Regions from separate parts of the Mus musculus genome. Here region 1 is linked to region 2. A link is a contact called in public promoter capture Hi-C data. All regions are on one chromosome and are shown on one strand. Each heading gives the region's core, a stretch centred on a gene start, on an enhancer-like site or on the middle of the called end of the contact. The rest is flanking DNA. Distances are from core to core; before and after follow the strand shown.

Region 1 (6,077 bases), core at 172-2,671, 2.9 Mb after region 2:
AGAAAAAAAAAAAAAAGGTAAAATGACCCGTGACCTGGTGTCTCTGCTTGTCAACCACAAGCGGCCTCTCTTGTCCATAGATGTAACCTAAGCTGGCCCAGATGGCCTGGCTCTGCTAATGCAGGGAAACTGGGTTTGTTTTCAGGGTGGGTGCTGCAAGCACCAGATGTATTTATAGAAGAGAACAAGTCTCCGATGGAATGAGATGACCGAAAGGAAGTTTCTTCCACGCAGGAGAGGCAGCTTGTGGAAAGGTCTAGATTCCACAGCTTGGTTCCAGTCCAGACTCTCCAACTACCAGTTATGAAAACTTAGTAAAGCCTTTTTTGGTCTTTACCGTTATAAAATTTAGACAACTGCGCTTGCCACAGATAGATAACAAATTGACAAATGAAAAGGCTGGGGTGGTGAAGGTTTTCAATAAACATCACCTCAACTTCCTGCTGTCCAGCCACAATTATGCCTCAAAAAAAAAAAAAATCAAACTGAGTTTTCCATGTTAAAGCTGGAAGGCATATGCTGATACGTAGGGAGGAAAAAATAAATAAAAAAATAAAAACGACTTGGGTGGAGGACTATATACTGAAGGACTTCGCCAAAAATGGAGCTAGAATATTGATAAAGGGGAAGGAAGATGGCATGGGAAAAGCATCAGGCGAATACCTCACGGGCAGAAACATCAACAAAGAGACTTTATGTAAGCACGAAACAAACTTCGGAAGCCACGGATATCCTGTGAACCTGCTCTATGGCCTCCATTCAAAAGGCAGCTTTTAGAGCTGTGCCAGAAGCGCGCCATCCACAGGCCGCCTGGTCCATCCCAGGCCCCACTATCCCGCAAACCTGTCCCCTAAGCCCGGGCTGCTCTCCAGCCTCCGAACCTCCAGATGGGATGGCCAGCCGAAAGCGTGCGGCTAGAGGGATTGAGATGGAAACCTGGGGATGGATGAAAGAATGGGGAGAGTGGGAAGGAACGCGAAAGTGAAGGGCTGCAGAGAGCAGGGCGAGGGGCGAGCGCCACAATGAAGGACGGGCGGAGACTGCGACAAGCAGGCTCGGGGTCCCGGGCGGGGGCTGCAGGCGAAACTGGGGCGTGGGAAGCCCGCAAGGGGCGCGGGATGGGGCGCAGGCGAATACTCAGGCGGGGAGGAGGCCGACGGCCCCCGCAGGTGCCACCGGGCGCGGGCTACTCACGGTATACAGCAGGTTGAGCGCGCACAGGCAGTTCTTGGAGCACGAGAAGCCCCCGCACACCATCGTGGCGCGTGGGCTAGCGGGTGCCTGCGGGTCGAGGCGTCTTCCGCCGGGCTGGGCGAGTAGCTTCTGGATCCTGGCCTCCTGAGCCTGTGGCCCGGGCTAGGCTCGGGGCTCGGGTTCGGGGTTCAGGATCAGGGCTGCAGTGCCGCGCCCGCAGCGGCTCCCACCCGCTCTGCAACCTGCGGCCGCAGCGGATCCGCCGATCGCGCGCCCCGCCCCGCCGCCTCGTCTCGCCCTGCACTCTGATTGGCCACTGCTAGGGAACAAAGGTAGAGATATGCAAATCAATGCGCTCTGGGGTCCGGGAGAGGCGGGGCAGCTCAGCGGAGGAGAAGGAGGAGGAGGAGGAGGGGGCCCCGAGACTGTCTGGAGGGAGCCGGCCTCTGGCTCACGAGACTGTGGCCTCTGTATAATTTCCCCCCTCCCAGGTGAACAGCAGAGGGCGGGGCTCCACGCTGGCAGGAGAAATGACAGCACCTCTCTCCATTCTTGCCCTGTGGGTGACGTGGCACCATTTTGAATGAGATGATAAAACAAATCGAAGCACCTGGCCTCGTTTGAATGAAAGAAAGACGACAAGAATGAAAGATTTACAGAGAACAGGGAAGGGGGCAATGAAAGGAAAAACATCAGTGAAAGACTAAAAAGAGCAAATAAAAACTAATTTCTCTCGACATAGGTAAGAAAGGTAACCTGTAATTGTGACAGATTTCAGATCAAGAGGACTTAATCTACAGGGATTTTTGAAATACTAATAAACCTTATGAATACATATGTGCAAAATAAATCAGGAGTCTTTATTCTTGTAGTGGGATCCTGGGTTTTAGGGGCCTATTTTTGCATAAATACAAGCTAGGAAGCCTTTCGATAACAGATTCAATTAATTTATCATCACTTTTGTTTGCTGCATCTTCATCCTGATTCCTAACCTCTAACTAGATTATTAGAAGTATATCATGCACTATTTGACAGACCCCCTTGCATAGAATAAAGTGTCCTATCAGATGCACCAGTGCGCCTGATGGTTTTAAGGCACTCACTACTGGGTTCCAACTGTTAAGCGGCAGTAAAGGCTTGGTATTTTCTATTTGGTATTTTCTATCAAAAGAAATTCTACCAATAGGTTTTATAAAGAGATTTTTAAGGGCCTTAAGAGTTGGCTCAGCTGTTATGGCACTTATTGCTTTTACAGAGGACCCCAACACCCAAATGGCACTCACAACACCTGTCTCTCCAGTCCTGGGGATCCAGTGCCCTCCTCTGACCTTAGTGGGCATCAAGCATGCACATGGTACACACATGCAGGCAAAACACTCGTAAAATAGTAAAATAGATCTTTTAAAAAGCGATTTTCAAATTTACTGTACATTTTGAGCCTAAAACTTCTCACGGTTAGGTGAATGTATGTCAAAAAACAAAAACAAAACAAAACAAAAAAAAAACCCAAAAAAAACAAACATAAAAATCATTGACTTAAACAAGTTAATTAAATACCTTCTCTTCAAATACTCCAGCCTATTTGTACTTCCTTTAGAACTCACCATGCAAATAAACACTCATGGATTTTACGTCTCTTGCAATCCTTATCAATCTTGTATGTATTCCCAGAAACATTTTTAAAAATTAGTATGGGAAATAACTCTGCACTCCAAACTATACTGCTCTACTTTTCTTTTTAAAATCCAGAATTTTAATACTTACATGGTGGTGCACGTCTTAAATTTCAGTACTCTGGAGGCAGAGGCAAGCAGATCTCTGTGAGTTTCAGGTCAGTCAACACTGCATAGGGAGACTCTGTTTTAAACTATATAAATAAAACTAAACTAAGCAGTTTACAAAGAAGTGTCAACAAGAAAATCTGAGACTCCAACACCAATATCCTATCCAAATAAAGCGTAAGCAGTTTTCAGGGTGGAAGTAACTACTTCAGTCTCAAGCTTTTCTTTTCTACATACTTCGTGTATTTTAAACATTCTGAAAGATTTGGGTGGGCAAGAGAATTGTATTTGGAAGTCAAGCTTGATAGCATATAGCTATAATCTCAACCCTGGGAAAGCAGAGGCAGGAGAATTATGAGTTGAAGACTAGCCTAGATGGAATAACAGAATCTATCTAAGAAAGAAAGAAAGAAAGAAAGAAAGAAAGAAAGAAAGAAAGAAAGAGAAAGAAAGAGAAAGAAAGAAAGAAAGAAAGAAAGAAAGAAAGAAAGAAAGAGAAAGAAAGAAAGAAAGAAAGAGAAAGAAAGAAAGAAAGAAAGAAAGAAAGAAAGAAAGAAAGAAAGAAAGGAAGAAAGGAAGAAAGGAAGACAGGATCGGACTCCCAGAACTCACAATTCCAGGGGATCCCACCACTCTGGCTTCAGTGCACACCTGCACTCAAGTGCACATATATTCACATCACCAAAAATAGCATGAATCAAAAGAAAATCTTTTGAAGTATCAAAAGGAAAGACATCCAGTGCTGAGGAGGTAGAGACAGGCAGATAGCTTCCTGGGGCTCACTAGCTGCCCAGTCTGGCCTATGCAGCAAGCTCTTAGGCCACCATGACTGTGTTGTAAAGTAGGGGGGAAGTGCCTGACGAATCATAGATACCTCAGGTTGTCTCCTTGCCTCCTCATGCACGCACACCTGTGCTTGAACACCTGCATGCATGCATGCTTTATCACACAGTCATGAATGCATACTCACATGTCCATGTGCACAGGCAAAATAAAAGCATGGCTTCAATCATTGTCCACTGCTTTAAACTGGTGTCTATTACATGGGCTGAGTTGTTAACTGACATAGGAAGGCAGGCTTCATAAAAAGTGTTTTGGTATGAAATACATGATTCTTTCATGAAGAAATAAATGAACTGGATCTTTATGCTACCCTCGGTAGACTAGTAAGGAAGTGATGTGCTGATTGCCTCCTACCCAGTCGATGGAGGAGACTGTTCAATCCACTTCTACACCCCAACCCTGTTCTTTTGTCCCTTTCCTGCTCCCTTTCATTCCTCGCTATCTTCCCTTGCTCCACTCGCTCTTTGTTCTTTCTCTCTCTGTAGCATTTGTTGTTATTGTTATTTTTTTTCTGAGACAAAGATATCTACTTATATAGCCCAAGCTAACATCAAATTGCATCCTCCTGCCTCAGCTTCCAGGTGTTGCAAAATACAGACATGGGCCACAACCATCAGCTGCTTGGGATGTCATTCTGAGCCGCAGCAAAGACAAATTCTTGTGAGTCTTTCCAGATCTTCCAAGAGTTTGCCTGCCAAGGCTGGGTTAAAGGTGAAAGAGGTTAATCGGAGAGGAAAACCTCAGAGTGGGACTCAGGAAGAAATAGGAGTCTGGGAATGCTAGACCAGCAGCCAGCACGCAAGTGTACCTGTGCAAGGGTGGGGAGAGGAACAAAGAGGGAAGGGGCAGAAAGGTCACAACGAGAGAAAGAAAGTCTGAGTGTAACACAGTTCTAAGATCTGCCAAGGCAGCTATGAGTTGAATACAGTTTAGTGTCTCCCCAAGACGCCCTGGACTGAAAATTATTTCCCATTGTGAGTTACTTAAGAAGATGGGAACATAATCTGACTTCACCTTTGGGAGGTGATTCAGGTTAGATAATATCGATGGGATTTTAAAAAACCCCATTATTGTACCTTGATAGCATTATAAAAAGAGTAAAAAACTTTGGTTACAGGGAATAAAAAAACTCAAGATCAACTGACCAGAGAACTTCCTCTCCTCTAGAGAGCTTTGATAGAGTCAGAAAGTGCTACACAGATTGCTGGGGGGAAAAAAAGCCACAAACCATCTTATCCAGCTGTGATCCCTGTGAGCTATGTAACCAACCTGCCAGACAAGGTGGACAGTGTACCCACTGATAGAATAGTGACAAGACTGTTGTGGAAGAAAACAACTGTTTTCTGTTGGGTTGTGGCCCTGCTTTCTATAGGAGAGAATATAGGACTAGTGTTATTTATCTGATCACAAGTAAGGCTGTGGAGCTCCTGGGCCCGAGAAGGGGGAGAGGCACTGCAACTGTCGTTTCCTTAAGTGGGCATGATGTCACATTGACCTCTCAGTGTGTACGTTTCCGATAGACTCTGCTGCTTTTCCCTTGGTCAGAGAAGCTGCTGTTTACAGTGTGTGACAGTTACTGCAAAGTCTGCTAACTGGGGAAAGACCTGAGAGAAAGTGACTGTTGACTACTCAGCCCTAAATAGGAAACACCTGTATTACCCACGCCTAGGCTCAGGGAATATCACAGAAGAGCAGGCAGAAAGAAATGTAAAAGCCAGAGGAAGGTGGGTTAGCACTGCAAAACAGGGTCATCTGGATGTGCCATGGTTGTTGCACTCATGAACCCACAGAAGCTGTTGTGACCTGGACAAGCTAGGGCCTCATCCACATTCCACCATGCACGGGGGATGGGCTTTTGAGGTAGCACTGTCCCCTCAGGAGCTGTTGGCAGTTAATGACTGCTGGGGGGGAGGGGAAATCAAAATATTCAAAGGCAAATTGCCTTGATTTAGTAAAAACCTCAACACTCATGCACATGTAAGCAACTCTGGATTAAAGTCAGCTGAAACAAAATAATAATAATAATAATATAATAGTAATAAATAAATAAAGCTCAGTGCGTAACTACATCAGCAACAAAAAGGACATGAAAGCAGAAGGCCAACTTGTTTAAAAAAACAAGGGATTCATCAGGAGAAAGAGGGGATAAGAGGGTTTTATATATATGTGTATGTATATATATATATATATATATACACACACACACATATATATACACATACATAAATACATATCACTTTGGTTATATGTGTGTGTGTA
Region 2 (6,088 bases), core at 2,394-4,893:
AATAGCTATCAATTAGGCAATAGCTAAAGGAACGCTGGACCATTGTGTGGAATAGTATGCAGCAATTAAAAGGAATGGGTATTCCATACATAATGCCATGTGACGGTATATATGATAAAAGCAGGCTTGGGGCAGGGAGTGGGGGGATGAGTCAGTTGGTAAAGGTTTGTGAAGATCTGAGTTAGATTTCCAGAAACCATCTTATAAAGCTGGGTGTGGTGACCCATGCTTATATCTCGGTTCTGGGATAATGAAGATGAGCAGATCCCTGGGGCTTATTGGCCAGTAAGCCCAACCCAATCAGCGAGTCCCAAATATCACCGAGAGACCCTGGTTGTTTTTAAAACAACAACAACAACAACAACAAAAAACAACAACAACAGCAACAAAACCAAGGTGGATAGCTCCTGAGAAACAGCATGTAGGGTGTGCCTCTGGTCTTCACACACATATGTGTGTCCATAACTCCCAGGCAGAAACACAGAAAGGAAAGAAAAATGCGCAGGAAAAATGACCATAAATTCACCTTTTAAACATACACAGCGGTATCCTTACACCTATAATAATAGATGTGTCAGTAAATGTATTGAAAATGGTTTGGAAAATGGTATCAGATTTGGGGACAGAGTTACAATAAACTCGCCTTAGTTATGGTTTTATTGCTGAGATAAGACATCAACACCAAGGCAACTTATAAAAGACCTTACCTGGGGGCTCACAGCTTCAGAGGGTGAGTCTGAGTTGATCACAGTGGGGGGCAGGGCAGCAGGCATGGCATTGAAATCTCAGCCGAAAGCTCACATCTTGAAATACATCCACAAGACAGAAAGAGCTAACTGGGAATGGCCGGGCGTTTTTAGCCTCAAAGACCCCCACCCCAAAGTGATACACCTCCTCAAACTCCTTCCCACATAGTTCGACCCACTGGGGTCTAGGAGTTCAAACCAGCACAAACCCTTCCTTCTTTAAAGGGGATCTGTCACAGTGAGAAGAATAAACAGGAGAGAGAATGCCCAAGGCACTGTGTAATGGGAATCTCTGTGATCCATCCTTTCATTACCAGAAGGAAAACAATCTTCAGAATTCAATATTAAATTTCTTTTGTAAGGAACAAGAAATCTGAAGACAAACGCAATGTATAGAGATTCCCATTTTGCTCTCTATTAAGAGACCTTGTCGTTATGAAGCAAAGGCAGCTTTGTCCTCGGTGGAAGAGTTTCTGCGGGGTCTACTCTGTCCTGGAAGGTTATCCGGTGCTGCCAGACAGTAATGTCTGGGACAGAAGTCTCAGAGTTTCTTCTGGAAGCAATCACGTCAGAGAGCTGGCCTCTTTCCAACTGCCAGCTGCTAATCCCAGCATCTCATGCATCCTGACTAAAGAAACAGGCCTCAGACATGGGAGGCCGAGGCGGGAAGATTGCTGTGAGGTCACAGTGAGTTTGAGGCCATCCTGGGCTATAGTGTGATACCCCATTTCAAAACAAAACAAAACAAAACAGAAACAAGCAACCAAAACCAAAACCAATGCAACTACTGAGAGCAAGTGAGGGAGGGGGAGAGAGAGAGGGAGGGAGGGAGGGAGGGAGGGAGGGAGAGAGAGAGAGAGAGAGAGAGAGAGAGAGAGAGAGAGAGAGAGAATCATGACAAACATGTCTTATGACTCACTATGTATCAGGCCTTATTTATCTGCAGGGCTCAGCACCCTGAATTTCCCCTAATACATTAACTTAAAGAGAACAGCAGCTTTGGGTGACCATTCAACGGATCAAGAAAGCTGAGGTTCAGTAGGATTCGGGACATTGAATCACATGCTCACACTATCCCACGCTCCCTCAAGCTCCCCTCCCCCAACTACATTAAGCAATGAGGGCTGGCTTTGTTTCAGTGAGTACGCGTACATCAGTTTTCAACTTCTTCCCAGGTGAGCTAAGGGGTAAGAAAGGGCTACCATTGCTCCTATGGTGGCCCTGGCAAGTGACAGTGGTTAGGAACAGAGCAGGATCCACTAAGTCCGAGCCACAGGGAGTACAGAACTCTTTTGCACATCCTAGGAGACAGGAGTCTGTTGACTCTGCCAGGAGCAAGGGGACTGGAAAGCAGAGGACACATTCCCATGGAGGTTGCCCTGCCCTGCCAGAATGCAAATGTCCTGGGTTCCTTCAGTTCTACTTATCAAAAAGAGTCTGTTCATCATGCCCGGCTCATTCATGGCTGGGCTCTAGTGCTATCCATTAACAAAGAGCTGAAATCCCTCCAACTGGTATTCCTAGGTGGCGAGGAGGATTTCTGATGTTAGTCCTGTTTCTAATCTATCACCAGAAGTGAGGTAGGAAAAATAAACAACATGGTCCAACCAGCAAGGTGGGTGGTACACTTGCCTTCCAGGTGCTGAGAAATCTTAGAGAAAAACGAATGGTGTAGGTAGCAAAGTCCTCACAAATTGAGATGCTCAGAGAAATTTAGCAAGAGTGGCAGATGGGATAGATGGATTCATTTAAGTCGAAGTCTATTAAGCAATTTTGGGGACATGTTTGAATGGAACATGTTGGTTTTTTCCTAGCTGCCTCCAGCTAGCTCCCAATGATGGTCCTAGTAGGACACAAGACGTTACACAGCTAAGCCACACCATCGACCCACATATGCTTACATTCACCCAAGGTTCTGCATGGTCCCCTTTTCTAGGCAAGACCAGACCTCAGCTTACTATAAGATCTTCCCAATTTCTAATATGCAGAGCAGATTCCGTTTTCTTGGTGACACATTTTTTCTGAACACTCTTAGCTCATTTCAACTTCCGCCAAGGAACTGGCCCTGCCGTGAAAGTCCATACCCTTGCCACACTGGTCTGGGGTCACTGTACACATGCCTAGCTTCCCTGAAGAGCTAAGCATGATCGTTCTCCAGCTGCAGCTCTGTGAAGACCAGGATGGATCTCCCTCTCTCTCTGACCCTGGGCAACCGGTCCATGAGAAACAATGTTATTTAAAAAGATGCATGGGTGAAGTAATGTCAGGTACAGCGCCTGGCTCATCTAAGATGTCAAGGTCTGAGAAATATTTCCCAAACCACAAGTATTTAAAGTAAGGTAATTCCTTACCCACTGGCACCTTAGTTAGGTAGCAATTCATCCAAACCTGAGAATTATCCATGTCCCATAGAGGCAGGCCCACTCGCGCACACACATCACAGCTGAAAACAAGCCTCCAGAGGTTCCTTCCCCGCCCCCATCCTAATGCAGGTTTTGAGGTTCATGGTGCTGAGTGCCAGGACATTCCAGCCCCACCAGAATACAGCCCAGAATTAAGCAACGCTTCAGTGTGGAGCAGAAGGGCTCCCGGGGACAGCAGTGGTAAGAATGGAAGGATGCTTCACAAATAGAAAAGTTATTGATTACGGGGGTAAGGGTGTCTTTACAGTTTAGGGAATTCCTAGTAAGCAAACAATTCTAAAGAGGTAACAGAAGGTTAAGGTCTCATTTACCAGCCCCTAGGGTCAGAAGAGACATCTCAAAGCGCCACGCGTCTACACACCTGGCAGTCAGGTTCTCCGGTGATGCGAAGTCCTCTGGCCAACCTGCTTGCTCTGTGCAAGTGCTGGGTCTGAGGGAGGGGCTTAGCATCACCCAAGAGCCTTGAGCTCGCTCAGTCTCTGGTGTGCGCGGAGCAAAGTCTCCGCAGTGGCTCTACCAGCTGGGACACACAACCATCGCACAGATCCCCGGGAACGCCAGAGACAAAATGATTTTGGAATTTTGCCTGCTATGAAACCAAGGATGGGATGATCACTCCCCTTGCCCCCACTCACCGGTTTCTCGGAGTTATGTCCATTTCCCCTTTGCTTCTGACTCCTGAAGGCATCTGCGAAGAGACCGGATTCCAAGGCTCACCGAGAGAGGAGACAGGGTGAAGTGGATGGTAGCTGGGAGGTGTACTCTCTAGAGTCCCTGCTCTACCCTGAGGGATAAGGATGGAGGGGTGCAAAACAGCCGATTTCGTTCCCACTAAGCCTCCGGGATCCTTCTGGGACGTCGCATGGTGGGTGACTGGGACTCTGGGAGGAAGAGACTTGCAGCGAGCAAAACTTTCGGTCCTCCAGCGGCGACTGGACGAAAGAACCTGTGCTTCTTCCCGGGGTCGCGCCAGGGTTGCTGGCTGGACAGGGCGGCGGGGCGCAGCATCCTGGCGCGAGGCGACCCTGCCCGGCTGAACCGGCGGCGCACTCAGGCTCTGCTCTCAGCCTGCCGGACTCCGCGCTCTCCCGAGCCCCGCGCACACGGCGCCTCTCTGGCGCCCCCAGCGGCTGCACGCAGCACAGCAGGGCCGGGCAGGGCCGAGCGCGCCCCGCCTCCCGCCTCCTCCGCCGCCCTCCTCCCCCTCTCAGAACACTCAATGTCGGAACGTTCCGAAGATGACGTCGGAGCGTTCTCGAATCCCGTGTCTCTCGGCTGCTGCTGCCGAAGGAACAGGGAAAAAGCAACAAGAAGGAACAGCAATGGCGACACTGCACCGCAAAGTGCCCAGTCCGGAGGCGTTTCTGGGCAAACCCTGGTCCTCCTGGATCGACGCCGCCAAATTACACTGCTCCGACAGTAAGAACCCCACCGCCTGTACCTCCTTTTATTATCCTGTAACCTTTCCATTCACCTAGAGCCACTGGGAAAAAGTGTGTGTGTGAGAGAGAGTGGCCCCCGGCGTCCTCCATGCTTCTCTCTCTCTCTCTAAATAAATACACACAGACACAGACCATCAGAGCACAGAGAGGCCCGGCTGCCAGCAAAGCTGTCTGTCTGTCTGTGCCTGGCTCTCCGGGGCAGGCAGCCTGCGGGGTGGGCTTTCGCAGCCCCACGGTGGTGTCTGTTTAAAAGGCGACTCTGTTGCTGCTTGCATAGTTTTTTTTTTCCTTTCCTTTTTTGGGGGTACCTATCTGGGCCAGGTAGATGGAAAGCCAGACTCGGGAGAAAATGTTGCATTGTCAAATTTTGCAAGATTTTCAGATACAGTATTTAGATCGATCTGTTTGTCAATAAACACTCTCCCTCCCCCCTTGACTTTGGCATCCCCCCTTTTTTCCTCATTTTCTTTTTTCCTTTTCTTTTTCATCTGCAGATGTAGATTTAGAAGAGGCTGGAAAAGAGGGTGGCAAAAGCAGGGAGGTTATGAGGCTTAATAAAGAAGGTAAGTGGAGCTCTTGGCATGTTAGTGTTAGCTTGTGTGGCAGAGTCTTCACAGGCTTTGGAATATAATGTGAATTGTTCTGTTGGGTACAGAGTGACTAAGGCTTGTCAGAAATTGAGCACGCCCAGGTGACTACTGCTTCACTGTTAACTTCCTTCTTCGAAGTATAAATACAACTTGGGGGGGGGGTCTTTCAGTGTGGGGGAGGCTGTGGAAGGCAGAAGTTTACTGCACTCCGCTGGAGTCCACATTGGTCTCTGCCATTCTCCTTGGAGCACCATTGGCCAATGGTGGTGGTGGGGTTTGAAATCCCTGAGTGAGGAGGCATGGGGCTCCCTTCACAAGCATTCCAGCCTCCCTTGTATGTAAATTCACAAGTTTTAATGAACCCCACATGGTCGGTCATTCCGGCAGCTTCTCCACTCTCACTGAAAACCGTTGCACATGGCAAGCCTTGGCTGCAAGTAGCATTTTGTTACTTGTTGCTGGTCACGGTCACAGACTGTAGGCAGTGACCAGGGTTAGGGGTTATCAATATGTGCAGATCTTTGGCCTGCACTCTGACCCCTCCCCCCACAAATCTGTGCTTCCCAGCATGAAAATATGATACCTGAAAGGGGACACATTGAACAGACAATGACCCCAGATCTGGCATGTGAGTGAAGCCATTATGTCAGGCCTGGGCACACCATACACCTTTGGTTGTTGTAAATCAGTGATCCTTGTTTGCAAGCCTGCCATTGGTCACTCTGGCCTCTGGCTTCAAATGGAGCCACACTGGAGGACCTACTTTGTGCTTAAAGAAAGGATGGGTTCGTTTGAATTGTGATGCACTATCTGGAGTCTTGTATGGAGAACTGGCCGAAATTGGTGGTGGGAAGGAGTCATGGAGGGGCCAGAGGAATTGATGGGGG

What was found. Promoter capture Hi-C pulls out the DNA fragments that hold promoters and counts their contacts.
Region 1: a promoter capture Hi-C map of embryonic stem cells shows a contact between it and region 2. The contact joins the promoter of Tspan13 here to the promoter of Atxn7l1 in region 2.

The regions. Positions count from the first base shown.
Region 1 is chr12:36,041,057-36,047,133 of GRCm38.p6, forward strand. Tspan13 (tetraspanin 13) reads right to left here and starts at 1,422. Exons shown (of 6, transcript NM_025359.3): 1 at 1,195-1,422. The coding sequence starts at 1,257.
Region 2 is chr12:33,143,328-33,149,415 of GRCm38.p6, forward strand. It overlaps Atxn7l1 (ataxin 7-like 1), which reads left to right and starts at 3,644. Exons shown (of 11, transcript NM_001374022.1): 1 at 3,644-4,588; 2 at 5,106-5,174. The coding sequence starts at 4,408. It overlaps F730043M19Rik (RIKEN cDNA F730043M19 gene), which reads right to left and starts at 4,259. Exons shown (of 6, transcript NR_015602.3): 1 at 3,805-4,259.